2 separate regions of the Anas platyrhynchos genome follow, and region 2 is linked to region 1. The links are chromatin contacts, called in public Hi-C maps. All regions are on one chromosome and are shown on one strand. The core of a region is the stretch at or near the end of the contact, and the rest is flanking DNA. Distances in the headings are between cores, read along the strand shown. Region 1 holds the start of ECHDC1 (ethylmalonyl-CoA decarboxylase 1). Region 2 has its middle 14 kb from the start of RNF146.

Evidence for each region. Hi-C and Micro-C count contacts between places; a contact is called where the count stands out from the background.
Region 2: a Hi-C map of skeletal muscle shows a contact between it and region 1, with 2.6 times the contacts expected there. The contact joins the enhancer-like site here to the promoter of ECHDC1 in region 1. A contact is called at or near these places in 3 of 8 Hi-C or Micro-C datasets (liver, skeletal muscle and subcutaneous adipose tissue).

Annotation. Positions count from the first base shown.
Region 1 is chr3:65,047,091-65,052,698 of IASCAAS_PekinDuck_T2T, reverse strand. It overlaps ECHDC1 (ethylmalonyl-CoA decarboxylase 1), which reads right to left and starts at 3,148. Exons shown (of 6, transcript XM_038176638.2): 1 at 3,021-3,148.
Region 2 is chr3:65,113,017-65,118,624 of IASCAAS_PekinDuck_T2T, reverse strand. No RefSeq gene overlaps it. Among named protein-coding and RNA genes, the nearest start is that of RNF146, 14 kb to the right of the region's middle. Within about 2 kb of position 2,779, at least 2 of the 8 cell types and tissues checked have an H3K27ac peak or open chromatin away from gene starts, as enhancers often do.

The DNA of each region.
Region 1 (5,608 bases), core at 1,899-4,398:
AGAGCAATGGTTAAAGGATACACACAGCAACCTCCTGGATGGTCAAAACTAAGATAAACCAGAAAACTGGGTGCTGGGAACTCAGGCAGACATTTGAGCTGAATGCTCAAACAAGAAAAGCTGCGCTACAGAGCAGCTACACAGAAATAATCTACAAGTTAAAATACGCAAGCAGGGAAAACTCCAACTCCAAGATAGTGTCTGAATTACTGACACAAATCAGGAAAGAAGAAAAGGGGGAGAAAGGATGCAGGGACGTGCTATCACCAAGCAGCTTACAATGACTGGCCGTGATATATCAGAGAAATAAGGATGCTCTTTCTTTTGGGTCAGGAAGTGACAGGTGTGAAGTGAAGACATAGACCTGTGCATCACCTGCAAAGAGACATCAGCTGAGTTTCTGGTTTTGGATAAAGGTATCCTGAGATAAAGTGTAGCAGGAAAAAAAAAAAAAAAAGGGACAGAATTTATAAAGTCCTTAAAAAATATCAGGGAGAAGAAAATATTCAAATTGCATAACAAAAGAACAATTAGAAAGAAAAATATAAGATACTGACAAACGTGTTAAAGGCAGCTGATAGATCAAGAAACACTAGGGAACTTGACCTGACACTGACCTCCAGCAGCTGTAATTTCAGTGACAAGCACAGAAGTGTGAAGGCAGGGTGTGGAGAATGGGGTAGAAAATGTAAACTGATGATGATCATGAGATGACTCACAGCTTAACCATGCATGCGTGTTACCAGTCACTGTCAAAGGCATCCATCTGTGCTAGGGAACAGTGAGGGTGACTGATGGGTGCTGCACTGGGTTCCCTCTGTGAGGGTGACTGACTACCAAATGGAAGGCAAGTAGCGAGCCAATGCTGAGGACCAGCACAACTGCCTCAATGGCATGAAAGCAGACAAAAGAGCAGAGCGAAGGGGAAACACAACCAAAGCATGAAAATAGTCCATCTGTACAAAATAGGTAGGTTGAAAGTGAGTGATAATCGTTAACACCAGCTGACTGAAACCTGGGACAGCAGGCTGGTGAGTGTTGGAGGAAAAGAAAAAAAAGGAAATTCTAGTGTTGGAGGTGGGGATGGAATTCAGAAACTGCAAAGGACGGCCTGGATGAGAAACCAAGACAAGGGCGTGGGCCTCATAGTGAAGAGGAGTCCCCAGACCCTGGCTTCCAACACAAGAAAGGTGAAGGCAGGAGGTATCACCCCAGCACTGGCTGAGCAGGCCGCTGATGCCAGCTGCTTGTCAGCACCCCTCACCTGAAGGTTACAGAGCCCTCCATCTACCTATCTCATCTGCTTATGCATCAGTCCTGTTTCCTTCAGTGATGCATGGCCAGGCGAACTTAAACACCTTACCTGGCAGGTTCTTCCCATTCCTACAACTACCAGCCGAGGCAACCTGAGGGCAGACACCTCTCCGGCTGGCTTTACTTCAGCTGGAAGAAAGCAGTGAGCAGATCTTATGCAGGCCGAGGGATCAGATGCACAAAACTTGCTCTCAAACCTGCTGAAGCTTGTTCAAACTTTTAGTACATCATTACTGGTACCTACATCATAGCCAAATTAGGCAGGATCAATAATCTCTGCAGTTCAGTGTGAAGATCCTTAAAGAGCTTTGCAATTCCTCTAAAATCAGACTTTAGAAGTACCTAGAATTAGAAAGGACTTTTTTTAACCATTATAATATATTCAGAGAACAAGCAGTTTGGGCTTCCCAATTTCCACTTTTCAGCATTAGAAACGATGTTTACCTGTCCAGAACTGAGAGAACAAGATGTGAGACATCCAAATAAACTAACTTAAGATGCTTCAAACCACGCACCATGAAATAAGTTTTGGAAAAAGATTTTTAACATTGCAAGTTACAAAAAACATTGTTGGTGATTTTAGTTTTAATATGGTTTACCCTTTACACCTCTTTTCTTTTACAGTTGCTTTTATGATTTTTTCTCTTTTCAGCTTCTACCTCTTTTTTTTCCTTGTTTTTTCTTTGTTTCTGAACAGATCACTTTTTGGGATGGTGTGTGGTTTCTAAACCATTTGTTCTCTGCTTAGTCCCTGCGTGCTAAGTTTTAGATTTAAATCGTCTCTCTCTGTTCCTAACCAATTATTTTCCCTTTTAATCATGCTTCAGTTATTTTTAAGATTTAGTAAACAAATCACACAGAAAGTTACCCAAATCCAGTGAAAAACAACGGCCTTCAAGGACGTAAAACAGCTGACAAAAGAAGCTCTTCCATAAATACACACAAGACTACCCAATAACATTTGGTTCTGGTCCCACAGTGAGCACAGGAACCGAGTTTCACAGCAGAGGGTGAGAGCAAGAACCTGCTATCTTCTGCAGAAAGCACACAGACACCTCATTGCTAATGCATTGGTCTAAAGAGGTCTGTTTGTATATCAGCGAGGAAAAAAAAACTCATTTTAAGTTCATGCAATGCTCACTGTCCGCTAGGTGTGTTTTGGACACCTTTACGGGGAGCAGACGCGCCACCCCACAGGATCACAAATGACCCCAGCCAGCTCACTGCTTGCCTCCCAGTCACCAAATCCTGACCCACAAAAAGCAAAGCGGTGAATTCATCCTGGCCGTCACCTCTCGTGATACTTTCCCGATACGCCTTGAAAATGACACCAAGTTTTGTAGCCAAAAACCAGCAGCGGGGACAGCAGCGGTGTCACCCCCCAGCCCCCTGCAGTCACACGGGGCACTACCAGGACGGCGGGGCGGCTCCGTGGCAGGACACACACACACATTTTAGACAGCAGCCACCCTGCGTGGCGAGCAAAGCAGGCTCCCAGGGCTGAAGCGCCTTCCCCAGCAGAGCCTCCCTGCCGCCCGCTATGCGGGAGCGCGCTGCAGCTCTCCACCCCGACACGGGCACCCGGCCCCCTGCTGCCCGCCGCCGCCCCGAGCCCCTGCGCCCCCCTAAGGCGCCGCCGCAGCCCCGCTCAGCCCCGTCCCTGTCCCTGTCCCTGTCCCCGTCCCCCGGGGGAGGCAGGCACCGACCTGCCCGCAGCCCGGCCCGGCTCCAGCTGTGCCCCTTCCCCCGGCAGGGCGGTGCTGCGGAGAAAGCGGCCCCTCCAGGAAACACCACCGCGCTGCCGGGGACCGCTGCTGCCAGGGCAGCTGGGTTGTGTCTCCTCCAGTTGTAGTGTGCGCAGCTGGAAGCTGGGTTTTCAGCCAAAAACCCTGAGTTTCGGCCCAAGCCGGTGTGGCAGGCAGAGGCCAGTGGGATGAGGATCAGCATGGCTAAGTGCTGGCACAACAGCACCGTGCAGCGCTACAGGCTTGGGGCAGAGGGGCTGGAAAGCTGGGCAGAGGAAAAGGATCTGGGGGTGTTGGTGGATGCTCCCCTGGACATGAGCCAGCAGTGTGCCCAGGTGGCCAAGAAGGCCAACGGCATCCTGGCTTGTATCAGGAATAGAGCAGCCAGCAGGAGCAGTAGGTGATCGTCCCCCTGTACTCTGCTCTGGTGAGGCTGCACCTCGAGTATTGTTCAGCTTTGGGCCCCTCGCTACAAGAAGGGCACTGAGGCCCTGGAATCTTACCCAGAGAAGGGCTATGAAGCTGGAGAAGGGCCTGGAGCACAAGTCCTGTGAGGAGCGGCTGAGGGAACTGGGGTTGTTCAGTCTGGAGAAAAGGAGGCACAAGGGAGACCTTACTGCTCTCTACAACTACCTGAAAGGAAGGTGTGGGGAGCTGGGGGTCAGCCTCTTCTCACAGGTAAGTACTGATAGGACCGGAGGGAATGGCCTCAAGTTGTGCCAGGAGAGGTTCAGCATGGAAATGAGGAGACATTTCTTCTCGGAAAGAGCAGTCAGGCACTGGGACAGGTTGCCCAGGGAGGTGGAGGAGTCACTGTCCCTGGGGATGTTCAAGGAAAGGTTGGACCTGGTGCTTAGAGACATGGTTTAGTGGGTAATGTTGGTGGTAGGTGGCTGGTTGGACCAGATGATCTTGAAGGTCTTTTCCAACCTTAACGATTCTATGATTCAAGAAGTTAATGTGTCCCTGTCCCCATCCATCCAGGATGACACCTTGCACCGCAACACGTGCCTCTGCCCCCAGAGCCCTGCCTGCAGCCAGGCTTAACTTCAGTCAGTATATTTGGCTGTCCCAACCCCTGCGGCCACGGCACCTGCCCACACCAGGCCTGCCCTCCACACCCATGCAGCTTATTGCCACGGGCCCTGCGCTGCCATCATAAGGAGCAATGCCCACTCTGTGCTAACACGTGTCTGGTTTGTGTTGTTCTAGGTGTGCGCAGCTACCGAAAGGAGAGCTCCTGGCCGCTGCCTCCCCAGCATCAGGTACCACTCACCGGCACCAGCACTCTGAAAGCTGTCCCTGCATGGAAAGTAATTCATCCTGGAGATTCAGTGTAAACTTAGAGCTGGCATGAAATGACACTGTCACAGCCCTGCCTGTCCTGTCTTTCCCCTGGCCGTTTGTTTTACCTCCTGGAAGGACGTGTGCTGCCCCACCAGGAACTAGACTGAGGAAAATAAATGGTCGTTTCAATGCAGATCACTTTGAATACACAGCTGCTTTGTGTATTCAAAGCAATATGCAAATGCCTGCTGCTCTTTATTGCTATGTCTTTGTTAATATACATATGTAAGATGACTCACTTTAAAGTATTTGTAGCCTGAATAAAAAAATATGCTTGGAAATACTTCTCCACCTTTATTAAAACTGTTTTTCAACGTAACTGTCAATACAAATGGCATAAAGTTGGTCTAGTTGATTAAATATTATGATTGAACATGCAAAGGATTTCAATTAATCATACATTTGGAAAAACAAAATCTTTGCACTCTGAACAGATATTTCTAATTTTCTATTATTAGGAGATCCTGTAAGAATATGAAATATTCTGGTCTCAGATGGCAATATCTTCATAGAACAGACAATTTCATTTTCCTTATTATGACATTCCCAGCATACATAGAAATATTACAGGAGGTGAGCTTGCCTCTTATTTCAGTGTAAAGACTTTTTTCTCTCATTTGCAGAGGAGAGATTCTTCCAGCAGGATTCAGTCATGTATTTATTACTGTAAAACCTCAGTCCCAAGTCAGAAATCTGCACTAGTGAAGCAGCTTTCAGCATGTCCTGCTCCAATGCCGTATCCTCTTCTGTTGAAGCAATGTCCAGGCATTGTCCTAACTGTCCTAAGCAGAGGAGAGTGGTGGTAGTTGGAAGCTCGTGGTTTTCCAGGGAACATATTGCCACCTAGCAGCGCTCAGAGAAAGTAGCACAAACCTGACCTTAAGTTTCATAGTTTGTCTCACTTGTCATTGTGTTGTATCATGTATAACATGATGATTGGAAAAGGATATATTTAGACTACAGAGTGAGGAATGGAGGAAAACAGACTAATTGTACCCTTCTCTGATTACTTATGTGTTGAAAATTCCACCAGCAGGACAATGACACTAGTTTCTGCATGCTTTAATGTACAATAAGAAAGAGAGAGAGAGGCACACAATCCTGTAAATAGCTTCTTGTTCTTATTTATGCAAACAATCCCACTGATTTCAATAACACTTTCTCCTTGTAATGCTAAGCCAGTACTGCCATAGGACAGCCAG
Region 2 (5,608 bases), core at 1,530-4,029, 66 kb before region 1:
TCTGGACTGCTAGGCAAGAGAAGAGAAGATGGAGGGGGCACATGGACATATTTCAGGTATGTACCATTGGTCATTCAGCACGCACAAGCTAAAGAGATGTTATGGTTTTGAGCTACAGAAAGGGATATCAGGATGAGGCATTAAAAAACAGTACTGAATGGCAAAAGGGATGAGCCAGTCATAATAATGCTATAAGGAAACTGTGGAGCCTCTGTCAATAAACCTCAGCAAGCACAAGTTAGAAAAATAGCTATTAAACAACAAAGGTGTATGGTGGTGCTGCATTAGAACCGAGGGATGGACTATATTAGCTCTTAATGTTTCCTTTTGCCATCTTTTGTTATGATTCTCTCACATCCAACTATCTATAAAGCAGATAACATGTTTATAGCAACACTGCCAACGATGAGATGGGTATGGCCACAAACAGGAATCATTCAGCGGACAGCTGCAGGAAACTGAACTAAAGGGGTTCCTTAAAAGTCTAAAACTCATTTCTCTCTTTTCTGGATATAATAAACAATAACACCCACTGAGGGCAGGGAGCAAAGGAAAATGTAACACATGCCAAACACTCTAAGAAACCTAGTTAGGTAAAACTAAATTACTGCTTCCATCCCATCTGCAGCCAGTTTATAATTTTACCTTTTCTCAGGATATGCAATGCCTGTGCTCCTAGCTTCCACATTCATACATTGAGGAAAATAAAACCACACAGCTTTTCCTATTGCTTTCCAAACTAAATTTACTCTCCCCTTTTCTCAGTGACTCGAATGAACACTGAAGCCTCCAAGTTCAGAAGACAAATACAAAACATAAACTCTATAATCCCCTTTCTTACAGGAACAAAACCTATGCTGTCATGCTAGGCACCTGTCAGCTGCCTGTCCCAGAAACTTATCAGCTTGCTGGACAGTTTCATCTTGATCTGACAAAAAATGAAAAAATAATAATAATAAAATTATATATATATATATATATATATATATATATATGTTTTGTACAAGGTATGCATTTGACAGACAGATCCTGCCCTGCCAGTCAGCACAAACAGAGCTCTTGAGCAGTGGTTAAAGTAGGGCTACCAGGGAAAAAGGGAAGAAGACGGGAAGGGAAGGGCTGCGGTCAGAAGACAAGAATTCAAAGGAATATTGGCTTCCTTATTTTGGTTGCTCATGCAGTGACTTGTTTTACTTTCTGAACTTAAAAATTGTAATTTGTCTTCATGAGTTTGGAGGAGAAGAGGAAGGGTGCAGACAACCAAATTGCAATTTCTTAAATCCTCAGTAGGATAGTACTATTTTAACACACACAGAATAAAAATAAAAAAATAATAAAATTAAAATTAAAAATAAAAATAAAAATAAAATAAAAATAAAAATAAATTCTACAGGCCCAGTGATACCTGTTAGCAGCCAGGAGTGCTGCTTTACATTGCACCTTGAAAGACACTGCCTGGAGGAGCAGAGCCTTCTCTAACATTACCCAGATGCCCACCCCACAGCCAGAGCCAGGACCGCAGGCTTTGTAGGACCTTTTTAATGACCACATCAGCTGAACTGTACCCAGCTCGTGCCATGCACACAATGCAACCCTGTTCAGCTCAGGCAAACCTTTTCCAGTGCAGACTTCTGCAGAGGAGAATGAGCGCTGCAGCTTGCTCCAACAAGCACGAAGAGACAGCAGAGGGAGCACGCACACATCTCTGCCCATCCCACTGACTCCTGTGGAAACTCACTCCTGGGTCCAGCCCTTTGGTATCGCTCCGGAGAGGGACGTATGGGGTATGGCAATGCAGAGCAACCCCAACAGTCCCCTTCTGGGTAGTGAGATGAAATTTTAATGAATCATTTTAATGATTCTGACATCTTACGGTATGCATATACATTATACCCAAAAATAATAAAAATGAATGACTGCCTTGGATTTCTCAGAAGCCTTAGGGTTAGATTGTAAACGCAAACCCTTCCTCCCCTGTCAAAAATGACACTTGTCAATACTGAGACAAGCTCCCCCACAGCACCTCCTGGTCCCTATAGGAATCCTCAGAAAGCAGAGCAAAGAACTGCCTAATGCAATCAGAATTAAAAAGCAAAACCTGGGACTAAATGCCCACCCCAGCAGGTGTCATTTCATGCACGTGTTGTGATTGGGAGGTTAAAGACACACATGCCAAGGGACGGGGAGAGGCCTCTACTCCAAGCAGAACAACCCTGGGAGGTGACATTTTTCTGGGCTAGCAGGCCAGCTGGGGTCACAGCCCAGTGGCCCAGTTCAGAGCTGAGATGTGAGCATAGCGGCGCTCCTGACCTGCAGCTGTCCCCGTTTAGACCACGCACACTGAAGCACTTAGCATCACATGGCCAGGAAGCAAAGGAAGATCTACTTTAGAAAGATCTATTTCGAGAGCCCTTGGACACGCAGGTGGCCTCATTGCTTGAGCAGTGCTGTGTGTGCTCAGCAGCAAAACACAGGGGTGCAGGGCAGGAGCTGACGGGGCTGCAGAGCTGCTGACAGCCAGGCACAAGTAAGGTAGCAGTGCTGAGAAAGTCAGCGGGCAGGTACAGGAGGCAAAAACAGAGCCTAAAAAACACAGTTTACCTGCAACTTCGTTACTACTTGCTCTGGATCATGTTTTTCCATGAAAGTTTCTATTACAGGAAGGAAAAAAAAAAAAAAGACTTCTTGCTTTTTGTCTTGACCTTACCCTTCCACTGTATTCCGCACTCTTTGCTCAGTCAGTTTCAGCCTTAAATCTGGAGACAGGATGTGAGTGAGTCACATTAAATGAAGACTGTTCTCTATATTTTCTGACTCACTGCAGACTCGAGTTTCCAAATCCTAAGTTCTTTCTGCACCGTCAGCCATCTTAGGTAATGTAGCAAATTCCTTAGCTACAGCATTATAACTTGCTCATTTTCTGCGGAAGCTTAGGAGGTACCAAAGACTGACTGGGGGACTTCTTTCCAACTTTTATATTTGTCACTGTGTCCAGATGAGCTGAACGATTTCTTCTTTCTAAATTCAATGGCAAATTAATAGTATATGAAACATAACACCTGTGAAGATCTTGGCCTGTTCTGACAATAATAATAATATGGGCAAACATATATACACAGGTATGTATTCTCAGTTGTAATTCGGAGGCCTTGCTTTGTGGTAAAAGCTTTGAAAGATCACCTTTGTCTTTTTTCACTCTTATTTGCTATGATTCTGTATAGACACATTGACTAAGACCAGGACTTCCATCCACACACAAAGGAGAGTCAAAGCAACCCTGAAGAAGGGCATTAGGAATGATTTCAACCTATTTCCACTGGCTCAAAAATATCTGTGACTAGTTGTCAGTCAAATAGCTGCTGTGCAGTTTTCTGGGTTCCAGCACCAAACAGGAACTATGTCCATCCCAAAGTATCTGAAGGACATCCCAATGAGTCCCTTGTCTCATCGGCAGGTGAGTAATGAGAGAAGTGCTGCTGTGATTTGACTGCCCCACGGGGTGATGCCTCCATAGCCAACAGAGAGCCAGGCAAAGCTATCTTTATGTGGGAAAAATGTGAACCACAGATTCAGGGGTTGCTAATTGGGGATGTGAGACTCAGAGGGGACTAACTCTATCATTTTCCTCATTCTTGTTTCGTGGACTCATAATAATAGCTTAATTATGGTTTTAATTTTGGAAATACAGATTATTGTTCTTCAATGCAAAGGCCAGACAGATAATGATTTCTTTGTTGCGAGTCTGGCAGAACACAATGCTTCTTGTTTATAGCAGTGACGGGATAATTTATTTGCATGCAGGAGATAGTTTGTTCCACTGGATACCCTTTAGCCTTTATTCTTCTATTGTTCAGAAATAACACAGTATGTTACAATTACAATTATATCACAATAAGCCTTCAATTATTGGGTAAACCAATTTAATCAAACGAGCACGGCTCATACATAGCTGCAATTACCTGTTAAGCTATGGCTACTGGTGGTTAACAATGCTGTCTTTCTTTGCATCTCAAGAAATGGCATTTCCTAATTTAAACACATTCAATTATCAGCAAGACTGACAGTGTCAAATAATATTATGGCAATTATTCTATTATGGTGTTATTCCACTGCTCTACCCACAGATGGACAGTGGAAAGATGACGATTTTGGTGCTCCTTGTATATGTTGTACAGCCCCCTGCTGCCATCACACTGTGGGAATTTGTGTGTGCATCTCATTACACATGAACGAGATCACAAGGGCAATTTCCTGTGATGTGATTCTTCAGCATCTGCCATCAAGGCAAAAACACCTTTCCAGCTCTGAACAGCACGGCAGCTATCGGCCCTGGTAGCAACAGCCTCTCTTTTGCTCACAGCTGCCCTGAAGACCTTTCACACTGTGCTGAAGGATGAAGCCTGATGATATCAGGTAAAACTATAAAATAAGTAACCAAACCTCTGCCAAACTTTTCAGCAGAAATATCCAGCTTCCACGCTCACTCAGTAATCCCAACCCATCCACCACATCTGTACAGATACCCCGTGTCCAAAGCATTCCTCTGCAGAGCTTTGCAATTTATATCTCCTGCTGTCATTTTGCAGCAAACTAGCAACTGATATGGGAGTAATGAGCGATAATAAGCTTGACAATGCAAAGAATTGCCCTGTCAATGCAATTACTCAACATCAAGTCAAGCTGAACCAAACCTACCAGTGCTAATTTATCTGAACCTTCACAGACCATCTCCTTTCCTGGGCCAGAGCATCTCAGAAATTTTTCTGCAGATCACAGACCGCGAAGCATCCACAGCTCTATACATGAGGATGTATACAACTGCATACATTCCTTAAACATATACGGATAGTTTTCATGCTATGGAAACACATGTAAAAGTGCAAATCATATTTTATCAAACAAAAGCACTATGCCTCCTTAAATATGTACTACTTATCCCTAGACTTTCAGAGTCTGTACTATAAATCAGAAGTAAATTAACTCACTCAACCATATTCAATCACCTCTTCTAGCCTTACTGCTCACTCTTTATGACATTACAGATGTTTTCGACTTTGTTTCACTACCCAATTGTTTTACCTCTAACTGAGCCTTGGATGAAGTCATAGGACTCAGTTTGTGTAACCCAATGTCGCTTCACTGGAGCTCAGGGAGTTATGTGTTCTTATAACAGCAATGAATTTAATTCACGCTCAGAGGAACAACATAGTTGCAGCACACTGCTCAACATGAATTATGAGGACAGCTTTGAGCGCTCAGGTAAATGGATATCATAAATTTAGCCCTGGTATAAATCTAGGAATTCATACTGGGAATGGATGCAACTGAGTTGTCTTGCTGCTCACGTGCTCTCTGATTTAAAGGCTACACATTATTCATGGCTGATGTAAGCAGCTGAAAGTCTGCTAAACTCCCCGGAATTGCACTCAGCTATGCTAGCCATGAACGTGTCCCTGTGGCATTATCCAATACACAGCTAAGTCAGCAGTGCCAAATGGTGACACAAAACCGAGACACGCAGAATGAGATTTTTCAGAGCTTGTTTCAAAGATAATGGAAAATCTGAAGCCTGTACTCGAATATGAAGGACTATATCACAACTTCCTTG